Linked DNA regions of Danio rerio: regions 1 and 2 are each linked to region 3. The links are chromatin contacts, called in public Hi-C maps. All regions are on one chromosome and are shown on one strand. Each heading gives the region's core, a stretch centred on a gene start, on an enhancer-like site or on the middle of the called end of the contact. The rest is flanking DNA. Distances are from core to core; before and after follow the strand shown. Region 1 overlaps stard13b (StAR related lipid transfer domain containing 13b). Region 2 holds the start of pds5b (PDS5 cohesin associated factor B). Region 3 overlaps stard13b (StAR related lipid transfer domain containing 13b).

Region 1 (4,606 bases), core at 485-2,984, 150 kb before region 3:
ACACTGGAATACATCACATCCGGTCGGCCGGTCGCATACAGTCTAGTCCCAGGAGTTCAAATATTTCAACAGGTCCACAGCTCAATTGGAATTTCCGCATACAAAGATGATCGGAACTCCACGCAGCTCCCAGACTACTCTTCATTGGAAATTAATCACTTCCGGTCTGTCGCTTGTCGTTTGTTATGTGCAGTGGAAAGAAGGCTTAAGGTTTACTTTAACAGCTCCTACTAAGTGGATATTTGGTCTATGTGGCTTTCATTGCACTCACACCTCTAAAATTCATTTCCATTTAGTTCACACCACCAAAATAGCCCCTTAAGTTCTACTGGTCTGGAGTGAAATTCAAACTAAAGTTTTGGGCCTGGGAGGTAACTGAGTTAACAAGGCTGCAAAAGACCCCATCCCTTGATGAGCATAACATCTTCATTGTACTCTCCTCCTTAAGCCTTACTCCTGCCATGGTCATAACATTATTGTCTCCCTTTCTGTCCTGCTCTAAATGTAACCCCGTCAGTCCTGCACCACCCAACCCACTCCGAGCTGGGATCGAACCGACAACCCTCCACATGGGAGTTGGTAGCTACAACAAGGAGGCTAAACACTATGACCGTAACACTCACCCCTAAACCTCACTCTCATCCTAGTCACGGCACCAATAAACCCCGCAAAGTCCTGCGCCACCCAATCCGCTCCGACCTGGGATTGAACCGGCGACTCTCCACATAGGAGTCGGTAGCTCCAACAAGGAGGCTAAACAGCATGACCTCTAGCGTCTGTTGCAAGAGCACCTTTAGGAGGTCAGAAGAGTGAGGTTTACCTGCACAGCACTTCACTAGATGGCCTCAAAGACCACAACCCCTAGCATTAATCAAAATTGTGTCTCTTAATGCCAAGTGAGTATGGTTTACTTGCACAGTTCCTGTTTGCTGGTCTCGATTGCACTTTACTTTCAACTGGGTCACGGCACCAATGTAACCCCGCTAAGTCCTGCACCACCCAACCCGCTCCGAGCTGGAATTGAACTGTTGACTCTCCAAATGGAAGTCGGTTGCTCTAACGAGGAAGCTAAACACAATGACCCCTAGCAGTTCCTGTTTGCTGGTCTCCATTGGCTTCACTTTCAACCGGGTCATGGCACTAATGCAACCCCACCTGAGTGGGATCTGATCCAGGGTTTCCAGCAAGTCATGATAACAAGGACATTAAAGACACAAATCTATAGTGTCAGTTGCTGGTGCATCTCCAGGGAGTGAGGTTTGTACAACTCCTCTTGATGGCCGCCATTACAACAACATGGTTCTAAAAGTATTTTTTCCTCTGTTTTATTGCTGCTGTTATCTGTTGTATTTATTATTTATTATTAAGCTTAGGTAGTTTCAATGTTTCTCCAAAGATATGGCTTGATTTCTTCAGGGTGTCGAGAAGACTGTAGATACAACACAGTTCTTACCGGCATAGAGGTTCCACAAGGTCTTTGTCCAAGAAGTCATGGTCTTTCTTCACAGGAGAGATGTCAATGGGAAATTGAGAATCTGCAAAGAAACACAGGCGTATCCCATTTCAACAATCAAGTCCATTACAGTCCAATTCAGGAAAAAACAGATGTCTTTTAAGCACCATAACGATTTCCTTCTGATTCGTTAATAGGCCAATCTTGCATGTTCACAGTGAACACAGAGGAATCCAGGCGCCCACACTCTTTAAAAAAACCCTGACAACACATTCTTTCCAGAGCGATAGCCAAGACACAGAGAGTAGCTAACTTGTTTTAAACTTCCAGATGCTAATAAAGTGAGACAGGGTTTGCCCCCCAAATTCTGAGCTTGGCTTTGAGAAGCCATTACGTCTTCAACTGAGTATAGTGTCCAACTTATGTAATGGGGTGACTGGATCCAGACCCCGCCAGAGTTGACATTCCACTAGTACAATTAAATGTTTCATCATATTTTTTTGCCTCTGCTGAATGAAATAAGTAAAATCACAGATTCAAAGAGAGACACTGTGTTCTGGTTTTAAGCTGCTGGATATTCCAAAACAACACTTCTGAAGAGATGCATTATGGAAAGATTCTATTCTGCACTTTGATTCCATGACCGCAAGTATTATTGTCACAAATAAACAAAGAAAGGATTGTATAATAAAAGACCATCTATTTTGCTAAAAACTCTATATTGTTTGAATTATTTTTATGCTCCAAAACATCTGATGCATCCATTTATAAAACTGTATATTATATTATATTATATTATATTATATTATATTATATTATATTATATTATATTATAATTAATTATATTATATTTAATTTTTATATTATATATTTTAAATGAAAGTCTTATAAATTACATTTTTATTATTATTATTATTTTATTTTATTTTTTTGGAGGGGGTGGGGTGTTTTATAACTTTAAATAGACAAGTAACAGAGAACAAAAAAAAAAATCTGGGGTTTTTACTCCTAAAACATGAAATGAAACAAGTGAAAAAACTAGAAAGCTCATACAATTTCATCTAAAGACCAACACTCCAAGATCAAAAGCACTTGCCATGAGCGACTGAAAAAGGCAGCGTTTTTTGCGGCAAGGTTATTCCCATGACCTCTGTCTCTCTTTGAAGATGTCACACTCTATATGTACAAGCGGTACCTCTTAACCTGAACCTGTTTGACCAATGACCTGTACCTCCCAGCATTTCAGATGTAGGGGGTATGAATGCTCTGAGTAAATGAGGCCTTTTTCTGAGGTGGAACGAAACATCAGATCACAGGGAAAATGAGTGAGCTTAAACTAGCTAAACAACATGAGGTCTGACAGACATTAAAGCGCCCATTTAAACATCGGAAACCACATCCCACATTAAAAGCTTGTTTTTGCCCAAAATGACACTCATTTTGGGAACAGGTTGACGTCATGCGATTGTTTGGAAATCTGAATGAGAGTACTAACCGCTCTTTAAACAGTTTAAATCATACTAAAAGTCTAAGTTTTTGATCAGTATGACTGTTAATGGTTTGAAAGATGCCTATTTTACTCATCAAGGTTGAATTATTTTATAATAATTTAACTGTTCTTAATTGGTGTAGTTTAAACTGTATTAATAAAAGTTTTTAATTCAATTAAATAAACTTTATTGTCTATCCCACAGAGGTTAGAAATTTGTCTTTAGACATAGGCTCACAAACAACAGCAAAACATAAATATTCTTACAAAATTATTTAAAAAGTCACATATTTATATATATATATATATATATATATATATATATATATATATATATATATATATATATATATATATATATATATATATATATATATATATACACACACATATATATATATATATATATATATATATATATATATATATATATATATATATATATATATATATATATATATATATATATATATACACACACACATATATATATATATATATATATATATATATATATATATATATATATATATATATATATATATATATATATATATATATATATATATATATATATATATATATAAAAAAACAATGGCAGTGGGAATAAATGTCTTCTTGCACATAGGCTTTTTTGCTAATTATTTTTACCATCTGCCAGATGGAAATAACTTAAAGGAACCATGTACAGGATGGGAAGAATCTTCCACAATAGTGGAGCTTTTTCCTTTTTTAACTGCTATAATTAAATTAGTAAGAAGAATTTGTCTCCAACCAATTATTTTACTCGCTACATTAACTAATCTTAAAGGGACTAAGCCAAAAAGAAATGAATGAATGAGTTTACTAATCTTAAAAGTGTATTTTTACTTTTAATAGAGAGGGAGTTAAAGCAGGCTACAATCTTAAAAGTAAGGGCGGATTTAAAAGGTGATTTATATACAACAATCAAAATGTCCTTCTCAATATCAAAATTTCTCAGTTTTTTCAACAAACTCAACCGACTGACCGATACCCTGACCCACCCTCTACTCCAAACCCAACCAATAGTGTTTTCAAAAGCAATCCAGAAAAAGAAAAGCCACTAGACGAACTGGAAACAGCGGAAAAGTGGTCCACACTGAGATAAATGGAAGCCTTGACGGCATCATACCGCCCTGTATCGTTCATTTTAAAGACTAAATGCAGCCATGCATAGCTCTGACTACATAATTCTCACTCTCCAGAAATACATGGCTTTCATTTTGGGTGTAATAACATTTATGATCCCTACTAATTGTATATTTTCGTGTGGTGAAGCGTTACCTTCAAAAAGTTGGGCGTACTGGGGGAATCCTGCTGCCCGCAGCCAATCACAAGCTTCCTTTGCCTCGATTTCTGCAACACAAAAAGTGTATACTTGTCAGACTCATAAAACATGTCTATCTGTTTAATATATAGACTTCATAAAGACAAAGAAGAAACAAGATTAGAGAGCTCCAATTTCATGGGTCGCTTCGAACTTTGAGATCATAATGACCACATAATGACAAAGTCAGGCATCTTTCTTAAACGGCTCTCCAAAACAAAGCCAAAGAACTTCATATTCACATGGATATTTTCTGCATAGAGTAAATTAGCATTCATAATCCTGTCCACTTCAGCATTTCTTAAGATAAGGAACA
Region 2 (4,703 bases), core at 527-3,026, 180 kb after region 3:
CAAAATAGTTGAGTTAGCTATTAAATAGTTATTGCTCTCATCATTTAATGTAAAATATATATTGATTATATATTTTATCTAACCTGTTTTTCTATAATTCTAAAAAATAAAGTAATAACACAAATATTACCATATTTTATTAAAGATTTTGGTAATGACAAATTGGTAAAACCAAGCAGTTTTAAGGAGAGTGGTTAAATATAAAGATTTAAAATCAACAACGAATTAGTAATTTGGGGATGCAGTGATTGTCGTTTAATGTCATCAAATCATAAATATTTTGTTTTTGTTTTCATAAACTAGCCGTAGAGACTTAAATACATTAAATAAATAATGGCACATTTTCATTTTATACACAAATAAAAGAATGTACATACTCTAGTGCAAATAAAACTACATTGTATAGGTCATACTGAATACATAACTGTGTGGCTACATAAAAGACTAAAACAAAACACGAATTTCATGGGGTCTTGAAATGAATAAATGAATGAATGAATGAATGAATCTTCAAGCTGCATTTTTCCTTAGAGCAATTCATAAACTTACAACCCAGCACAATTTTGCAAGAAATTAATAATGCAAGCTAAAGCGAAAATAGCTGTCATTTCTAAGCAGGATCAAGTGTGTTTTACACTCCCTTCAAACACCAAACACATATTTCACAACACCTTAATACAAGCTATCAGTAAACAAAGCAACGCGTTTACAAACACCATCACAGCCTTATAATGATTTTGCATGGGGGGGAAGAGAGGTTTACACTGACAGCAGGTTGACTTTCCCAACTGACGTCTTTGTACCACTTCACAGCTTCAAGACAGCCACATCCAGAACAAAACACAGTCGTGATCACACAACAGCTGTCATTTTATGCCTATGACAGTGGTTTATCCCACAGAAAACCAGATTACACCCCTAAGGGGGTGTTTACAAGCTAAAATACATTGTAAGCTTCTCCGTTACTATCTAGATCCGATGCACTACGGCTCGTACGATCTCAACATGCAATGGGACAAATGAAACCGAATGCAAAATGCATTACTACAGTCTCAATTGATGTGTTGAATCAGACTTTAAAATAACGTTAACGTTAGGTTGAAGCGGTTTACGAGCAGCTATGCTAAGCTAACAAGGCTAAAACACAAACACACACACACTCGGATGTATGTGCACATACACGAGGCATCAAAGAAGCGCACGACCGTAATTTCCAATGAAAACCACCACGAAAACACTCGTTTCACACAAACCAACAACGACTGTCATTGCAATTCGGGTTTTACATAAAGAATGGACAGATTTTGGGGGGAAAGGCTGAGAGTGAGAGTCTCTCGCATGGGTTAACAAGAGAATAGACAAGCAACCGCCGAAAATTACAAAAGCACCTCCGGAAACAGCCAGGAAATAATAATCCCTGTTAAAGACATACAAATCGGAGCGGTTTTGACCTCGCGTGCGGTTTACTTCCAAACAGACGTTTACCTTTTTGGAAAAAGTGCGCGCTCCACTCGCTTCTCCACCGCTGTGATCCTCCTGTCGGCTTCAAAATGGCGCCAATTTGTCCCTATCTGCACCAGTCAGTGCAGCTCTGCTCAACACAGACGCTTCTCCCTCCTCCTCCACTCGCGGTTATTTATTTAACAGCATAACTGCGTGCTTTGAGATTATATTGGCAGTTTTGCTGTTAGAAACAGAAACAAGTTGCTGTAATAGTGACGGAAATGGCTTGTGTAAAAGCGAGCGTTTGTGTGGAGTCGCGGGCAGGTTGGAGTGTGGTGTAACAGCGACTCCTACAGGACATGAGAAGAATAACAGCCAGTCTCCGCCTTCATTTGACAGGTATGCGCTGCTGCAAGAGAGATGTTATTCCCAAATAAACAAGTGTTACTTTGGTATTAAATAATAATTTACGGTTTGTTTTTATTTTTAGATCATCAGTTTTAACTTTAATTTATATTTATTTACAGTTTTAGATTTTATTTTAGTTTTGATTAAATGAAAATAAACCAAAAATGTATTTATTGATTCATTCATTCATTCATTCATTCAATTAATGTTTATTTTTAAGTAACAAATTATTTAAGTTTTATTGTTGTGCACTTTGATAATCCTACTCAAAAGGAATAATAGAAATGTAAAATTGTAATGATAATTGCTAATAAAGCTGATATATAGTTAAAGTCAGAATTATTAGACCCCTGTTTAATTTTTCTCCAATTTCTGTTTAACGGTGAGAAGATTTTTTCAACACATTTCTAGACTTTATAAATTTTAATAAAGTTTTAATAACTAATAACTGATTTATTTTATCTTTGCCATGATGACAGTAAATAATATTTGACTAGATATTTTTCAAGACACTTCTATACAGCTTAAAGTGACATTTAAAGGCTTAACTTAGGTTAACTAGGCAGGTCAGGGTAATTAGTCAAGTTATTGTATAGCGATGGTTTGTTCAGTAGACTATCAAGAAAAAAATATATAGATTAAAGGGGCTAATAATTGTGACCTTAAATGTTTTTTTTAAATTAAAAAATGCTTTTTTTCTCGCTGAAATAAAACAAATAAGACTTTCCCCAAAAGAAAAATGCTATCAGACATACTGTAAATTTCCTTGCTCTATTGAACATAATTTGGGAAATAAAAAAAAACAACCAATGTTATAAATGTCACAACTTCAATTTAAAATGGCCCAAAATTAGAAATGTATTGCACCATAAAAAAAAAAAAAAAAAACTTACAAAAATTTCTGTACAAAAAAATTTACTTACAAAAATAACCAGCGTTTTCTATAAAATAAAAATGTTATTAAAGTTTCTATATATTTATTTAATAAATGATTGATTCATTCCGTTTATGATTTTTTAAAGTCACAACATTTATTTAATGTTTAACTTTAATAACCCTAATGACTTACAGATATCGAAAACTCTTAGTTTGGTTATCGTAAGAAATTCTTTAAATGAACCTATTTAATTTAAATAAATTTACATAAACAACCAAATAAACAAAATAAATGTAAATATTCTGCAACATAATTTCTTTATAATAATTATATACAATATTAATATAATTCATTCATTTTCTTGTCGGCTTAGTCCCTTTATTAATCCGGGGTCGCCACAGCGGAATGAACCGCCAACTTATCCAGCAAGTTTTTACGCAGCGGATGCCCTTCCGGCCGCAAACCATCTCTGGGAAACATCCACACACACATTCACACACACACACTCATACACTACTGACAATTTAGCCTACCCAATTCACCTGTACCGCATGTCTTTGGACTGTGGGGGAAACCGGAGCACCCGGAGGAAACCCACGCTAAGGCAGGTAGAACATGCAAACTCCACACAGAGACGCCAACTGAGCCGAGGTTTGAACCAGCAACCTAGCAACCTTCTAGCTGTGAGGCGACAGCACTACCTACTGCGCCACTGCCTCGCCCATAATAATATAATAAGTAATAATAATAATATGGGACAGCAAGTGGCGCAGTGGGTAGCACAGTCGCTGGTTCGAACCCTGGCTATGTCAGTTGGTATTTCTGTGTGGAGTTTGCATGTTTTCCCCATGTTGGCATGTGTTTTCTCTGGGAGCTACGGTTTCCCCAACAGTCCAGGACATGCGGTACAGGAGAATTGGGTAAGCTAAATTGGCCGTAGTGTATGTGAGTGTCTGCAAGATTGTATGGGTGTTTCCCATTGTTGGGTTGCAGATGCGTAAAATTAGCAACTGCGTAAAACATGTGCTGGATAAGTTGTTGGTTCATTCCTCTGAGGTGACCCCTTATTAATAAAGAGACTAAGCTGAAAAGAAAATTAATAAATAATAATAATATTAAACTTATAATCATTTTAACCAACCAACATTATAAATGTCAAAACTTTAATGAAATAAAAATGAACCAAATGTAAAAATGATGCAAAAAAGATTTATTAACATCATAAAAACACATTTATTTACAAAAATAACCTGTATTGAATAAAAATTGGCATGTTCCCCACATGAGCCATCAACAACATACAGCACCAGCAATATTTCTAAAACACAAACCCTGAGATTAGATTAGCATCCAGTAGATTGAGCGGCTGGTCCTTTCAAAATAAACAAACAAACAAAACGTAATGCCTTAAATACAGCTAAAGATTCTAATTCAGCATGGCACTACAGATGTGGTTTTATCATCTAATCATGAATCTCAGCACATAATATACATTACATGCCTGTCTAAAATCAAACGCTTAATCAAACTCTTAATCTACCAATGTTCTACGCTTATCAATGTGGACGGTTTACATTTGTCATTATATATTACAAAAAAAAAAAAAACATTTTTATATGCAAACTAAGTGTACAGGAAATATAAAAGAAAGTGTAATGATTACAACGAACATCAAACAGAAGATTTTTGAAATATTTTTGCTATTTCATTGTCATTAAAACAACTTCATCTGCATCAACATGTTTTAAAATGCAAAGCTAGATATCATCAGTTCTGTGTTAATGGGGTTTGCTTTTATGCGGAGGCACGACAGAATTCATCACAATATCAACATTCATCGGCCGCTCGAACCCATCCAGCATCTTTGCTATCGTATCTCGAGGGACGCCGTGCTTGTTCCTCCTGTTGATTAAATTAATAGACAGGAAATTACCAGGATATTCAAGCTCTTTTCAAGCGCTACACAAAGCCGGTG
Region 3 (4,381 bases), core at 1,215-3,714:
CCTGGAGCAGGCCTGAAGCTCTTTGCATTTGGGCAAAACCTCATTGCCATCATGGAAAACCACATCCTGGCCTTCATCTTCAGAAGAGGTCTCAAACGCATCTGAACTCTCGGTGGCTCTGGAGTTCTGGATCAAACCCAAAAAGTCATTGTAATCTGCAAAGGTAATGGAGCTGGGTTTGTGTTTGATGATTCGGGGTAGATCGGACCCTTTGGAAACTGGCAAAGGAGCAGAGTAGGGGTGCTTGAGGTGGGACGATCCCACTGGAGAGGATGTAAAAGAGTAAGCGGGGTTTGAAATGGATCTGATTTTTGAACTAGAGAAAGGGTAGGAGGTCAATGATACGTTTGAGGGATCAACATCAGCGTTGTTGGTCAGAGGACTACCCGAGGGAGTCAAAAAATGGCTTTTCATGTGAGATTCATGATTAATTCCGTTCAACTTGGGGTTTGGACTTGAAATTGAATCTGAAGCACTTTTGATGCATGTTTTAGTCTTTTCCTTTGTGAGATGATTTGAGATTTGAATACAAGGGCCGTCTTTGCTGATTTGTGAGGATACAGTTTGACTGATCTCTCTTTCCAGTGAACTTTTATTTTTCAGTTCCAGTTTGGTTTGGTCTTCCAAAGGATCATCTGTGATTGAGAGGGAATTAGGAGTGTTTTTTGAGGTCTGGTTACAAGCCTTGGTTGAGTCCGCCATTGAAAGCTCTCCGGAGAAAGTCATTTTGAGCGCTGAAGATCGTCGCTCCTCTAAAGCCATCATGGGTGGATTGTCCATGTTTCAGTCTACTGTTTGGAGCTAGGCATATGGAATATCCAGAAAAGTCTTTGTATTATTCCAGAAACTGCCATGTTTGTCATGTTCCACCATTTGGACTGAACGGGTTTCTTTGTGAAAGTCAGGGCTTTGTGTTAATCATGCTGAAAAGAAAGAACAGAAATTGTCATTAATTTAGCATTACATGCTTTTATGATTTTTTTAAATATGTGTTTGCTAATTTAGCATACGTAAAAACAGTGTTCACTGAAAAAAAAATCTTCTATTAATTTACCCTCAGGCCATTCAATGTGTAGGTCCCTTTTCTTCCTAATTAAAACTTTAAAGAAGATTTTAGCTGAAATTGTGGTCTTTGGGCATTCAGTTTAATCATTTCGCTTCCCAAGGCCTGAATGCAACATCAGGATCTGAATTAATTTTGTAATTGTTTTGGCCTTGTTTTTTTGGCTTTCAAAGGTTTGACAGTCACTTTAATGTTCTGAATCACAAACAACCACAGTTTCATTCTGAAACTTTAATATCCTGCTGAAGGCACTGGATTGCCTGAGGGTGAAAGTAAATTAACAGAAAATATATATTATTTTGGTAAACTATCCACTTTAAGAGCATCTAATCAACAGCTTAATCAGACTGGGAAACCAGAAATGCACCCCATAAGATTTTAAGTTATTTTTTTACATATTTTTGTGAGATAATATGGAACTGCAGAAGCATCATTACAACAAAAACTCAAAATAGATCAGTGCTTCTCATGGTATTTCATAGAAAAACCTTCGTATTTCACAGATAATTACTCAAACTAGGGATGCAAAATTGAATTTTTGACCAATACTGATAAATAAAACAAAATTCTTTATATTCAAAGGCTAATAACCGATATATTGGCCAATAAATATAAATATAAAAATTTCAACCTAGTAATAGGAAACACCTATACACTCATTCACAAATACACTCATACACTTTCAAAGGAAACCTACGCAAACATGGGGAGAACATCCAAATTCCCAGTACTGGTTTGCAGCTGGAAGGGCATCCGCTGCGTAAAACATTCATTCATTCTCCTTCGGCTTAATCCCTTTATGTATCAGGGGTCGCCACAGCAGAATGAACAGCCAAGTCATGCAGCATATGTTTTACAGAGCGGATGCCCTTCCCGCTGCAACCCAGTACTGGGAAACATCCATACACAACTCATTAACACACAAACACTACAGACAATTTAGTTTACCCAATTCTCCTATAGCACATGTCTTTGTGGGAGAAACTTCACGCAGAAATGCCAACTGACCCTGCTGAGGCTCGAATCAGCAACCTTCTAGCTGTGAGGCAATTGTGCTACCCACTGCGCCACCGTGACGCTCCCCAAACAGCATTTTTTTATGTATTGTATATGTAAATGTAAATATGAGGAGAAATCAGGACAAAAAGGAACAATGTATCATTAGGAAACCAAAAAAAAAAATTAAAGTTGTAAAACGCAAGAAAATCAATGGTATCACATCAGAAACTATTTTAGAACCTGAATGTCTACGAGCGAATCCCACAGAGCCAGAAAAGTGATAACGGCATCCCAAAGTGGCAGAGAGGGAATAACTGGGACTCTTGCACAAGTAGAGGAGGGAATAACAGGGGATCTGAGGGGTTGAACATCTGGCTCGGGCTGAGAGCGTTCAAGTCTGGATCTGTTGAAAGCACGACGGTGGTGACATCAGTGCTATGAGGAATCCAGCCCTTCGCTCTCCAGTGGCTGATTTACAATGCACCCGTCCATTCATCACACGACCTAAATGTCCCAGACCAGGCTGTGGTTAGCGATCCTGCTAACCCCCTCATTACCCCCCAAAACACGGTCCGCAAAAACACACATTAAACCAGAGGAAGAGTCTGATTGGTGGAGAAAAGAAAGAACATTCCTTTCTGACACTTTGGCTCAAGAACATCATCTAGACAGATGAACTGTGAAAGACCAAGATTATTCCTGGCAGGATGTTTCTATCGAGGGGCTACGAGCGTGAAATCATGCCACTCACTGGCGCTTTATTAAGACGTGATTGGTTTGCTTTGTCAGATTGATCAGTTTAAACGCGAAGTGTATCTGACAGGCCAGATCATTCCAGAGGCGAATGCTATCGTGTTGAAAGTGGCGGTGGAAGAAATGACTAATAAAATCTGATTTAAAAAAAAAATATAAAACAGAAGATTCATATGATTAAAAGGTTTACATATTTTGAATGCTGTACTTCATTTCCATCTTTTTTTAATCCTTAAATAGATTTTTTTAATTCCGGACAAAGATTAATCGATTAATCATATCAAAAATAAAAGTTTGTTTTAATATGAGATATATTCATTTATTCATTTTCCATTGGCTTAGTCTCTATTTCAGAGGTTGCCACAGTGGAAGGAACCACAAACACAGAGGATGCCCTTCCAGCCGCAACCCAGTACTGGGAAACACCCATACACACTCATTCACACACATGCTCAAACACTATGGCCAGTTTAGTTTACCCAATTCACCTATAGGGCATGTCATGGACTGTGGAGGAAACCCATGTGACTAAAAGTTCTATTCATTAATTCATTCATTTTCTTTTCAGCATAGTCCCTTTATTGATCCGGGGTGGCCCCAGCGGAATGAACCGCCAACTTATCCAACAAGATTTTATGCAGCGGATGCCATTTCAGCCACAACCCATCTCTGGGAAACATCCACACACACACTCATTCAAACAATACGGACAATTTAGCCTACTCAGTTCACCTGTACTGCATGTCTTTGGACTGTGGGGGAAACCGGAGCACCCGGAGGAAACCCACGCGAACGCAGGGAGAACATGCAAACTCCACACGGAAACGCCAACTGACCCAGCCGAGGCTCGAACCAGCGACCCAGCGATCTTCTTGCTATGAGGCATCAGCACTACCTACTGTGCCGCCTAAAAGTTATGTGTGTTAAATATATTCATTAAAACTTTTTTTCCATAGGTATTTAAATTTACATATAATCTGTTCAATATGCATACCTATTTTATGTCTACATAATCAATATACATAGTACACACACATATATTATGTCAAAATGAACTTTTATTTTAGATGTGAATAATCGCGATGACCAAAAATTTCATGTAGTCTGACAACTACATATGCATGTAATTAAATATAAGGCATGAAAACAGATATTCGCTGTTTTAACCATAAAAATGGCTACATATTTTAACCATATAAGTGATCTTTATGGACACAAACCAAATTACTCATTTATTTTTGTAATAGTCATTAATTGGTAGTTACAATGCGCTCAACAAAGAAAAACTATAGAGAGATGATTTAAAAATGTTAAAAAGACTACAACAAAACAAGAGAAGCATTACAAATTAAACTAAAGTAAAATAAAAATAGAAAATAAAAACAAACTTTGTTAATATTTATACTATTTTTCATCTACAAAAAAAAAACTTTTTTTTGGATGCAGTGATTTCATCATTTTTAATCCTTTTAAATATTTTCATATTTATTAAATATGAAAAATGTTATGTAGTCTGACAACTATATTTGCACGTAAAAGTGCTTTAAGTAGATTTTGACTCTTTTA

Evidence for each region. A called contact is a pair of places that touch in the nucleus more often than the background predicts.
Region 1: a contact with region 3 is called in a Hi-C map of embryo, with 2.4 times the contacts expected there. The contact joins two enhancer-like sites. A contact is called at or near these places in 3 of 18 Hi-C or Micro-C datasets (caudal fin, embryo and fibroblasts) and 1 of 4 datasets of contacts at active chromatin or transcription factors (caudal fin).
Region 2: a Hi-C map of an unstated tissue shows a contact between it and region 3, with 2.8 times the contacts expected there. The contact joins the promoter of pds5b here to the enhancer-like site in region 3. A contact is called at or near these places in 1 of 18 Hi-C or Micro-C datasets (an unstated tissue) and 1 of 4 datasets of contacts at active chromatin or transcription factors (embryo).

What each region holds. Positions count from the first base shown.
Region 1 is chr15:36,097,742-36,102,347 of GRCz12tu, forward strand. stard13b (StAR related lipid transfer domain containing 13b) reads right to left here. Exons shown (of 18, transcript XM_005157638.6): 6 at 4,248-4,319; 7 at 1,454-1,535. Among named protein-coding and RNA genes, the nearest start is that of nbeab, 21 kb to the left of the region's middle. Within about 2 kb of position 1,735, at least 7 of the 62 cell types and tissues checked have an H3K27ac peak or open chromatin away from gene starts, as enhancers often do. A contact at or near this core is called in caudal fin, where this site is marked.
Region 2 is chr15:36,423,325-36,428,027 of GRCz12tu, forward strand. pds5b (PDS5 cohesin associated factor B) reads right to left here and starts at 1,777. Exons shown (of 34, transcript XM_688861.9): 1 at 1,486-1,777. It overlaps LOC141377879 (a long non-coding RNA gene), which reads left to right. Exons shown (of 2, transcript XR_012390977.1): 2 at 180-1,551. n4bp2l2 (NEDD4 binding protein 2-like 2) reads right to left here. Exons shown (of 6, transcript XM_688657.9): 6 at 3,918-4,630. The coding sequence ends at 4,507.
Region 3 is chr15:36,243,752-36,248,132 of GRCz12tu, forward strand. stard13b (StAR related lipid transfer domain containing 13b) reads right to left here. Exons shown (of 18, transcript XM_005157638.6): 2 at 1-923. The coding sequence starts at 780. Among named protein-coding and RNA genes, the nearest start is that of stard13b, 12 kb to the right of the region's middle. Within about 2 kb of position 2,465, at least 5 of the 62 cell types and tissues checked have an H3K27ac peak or open chromatin away from gene starts, as enhancers often do. A contact at or near this core is called in caudal fin, where this site is marked.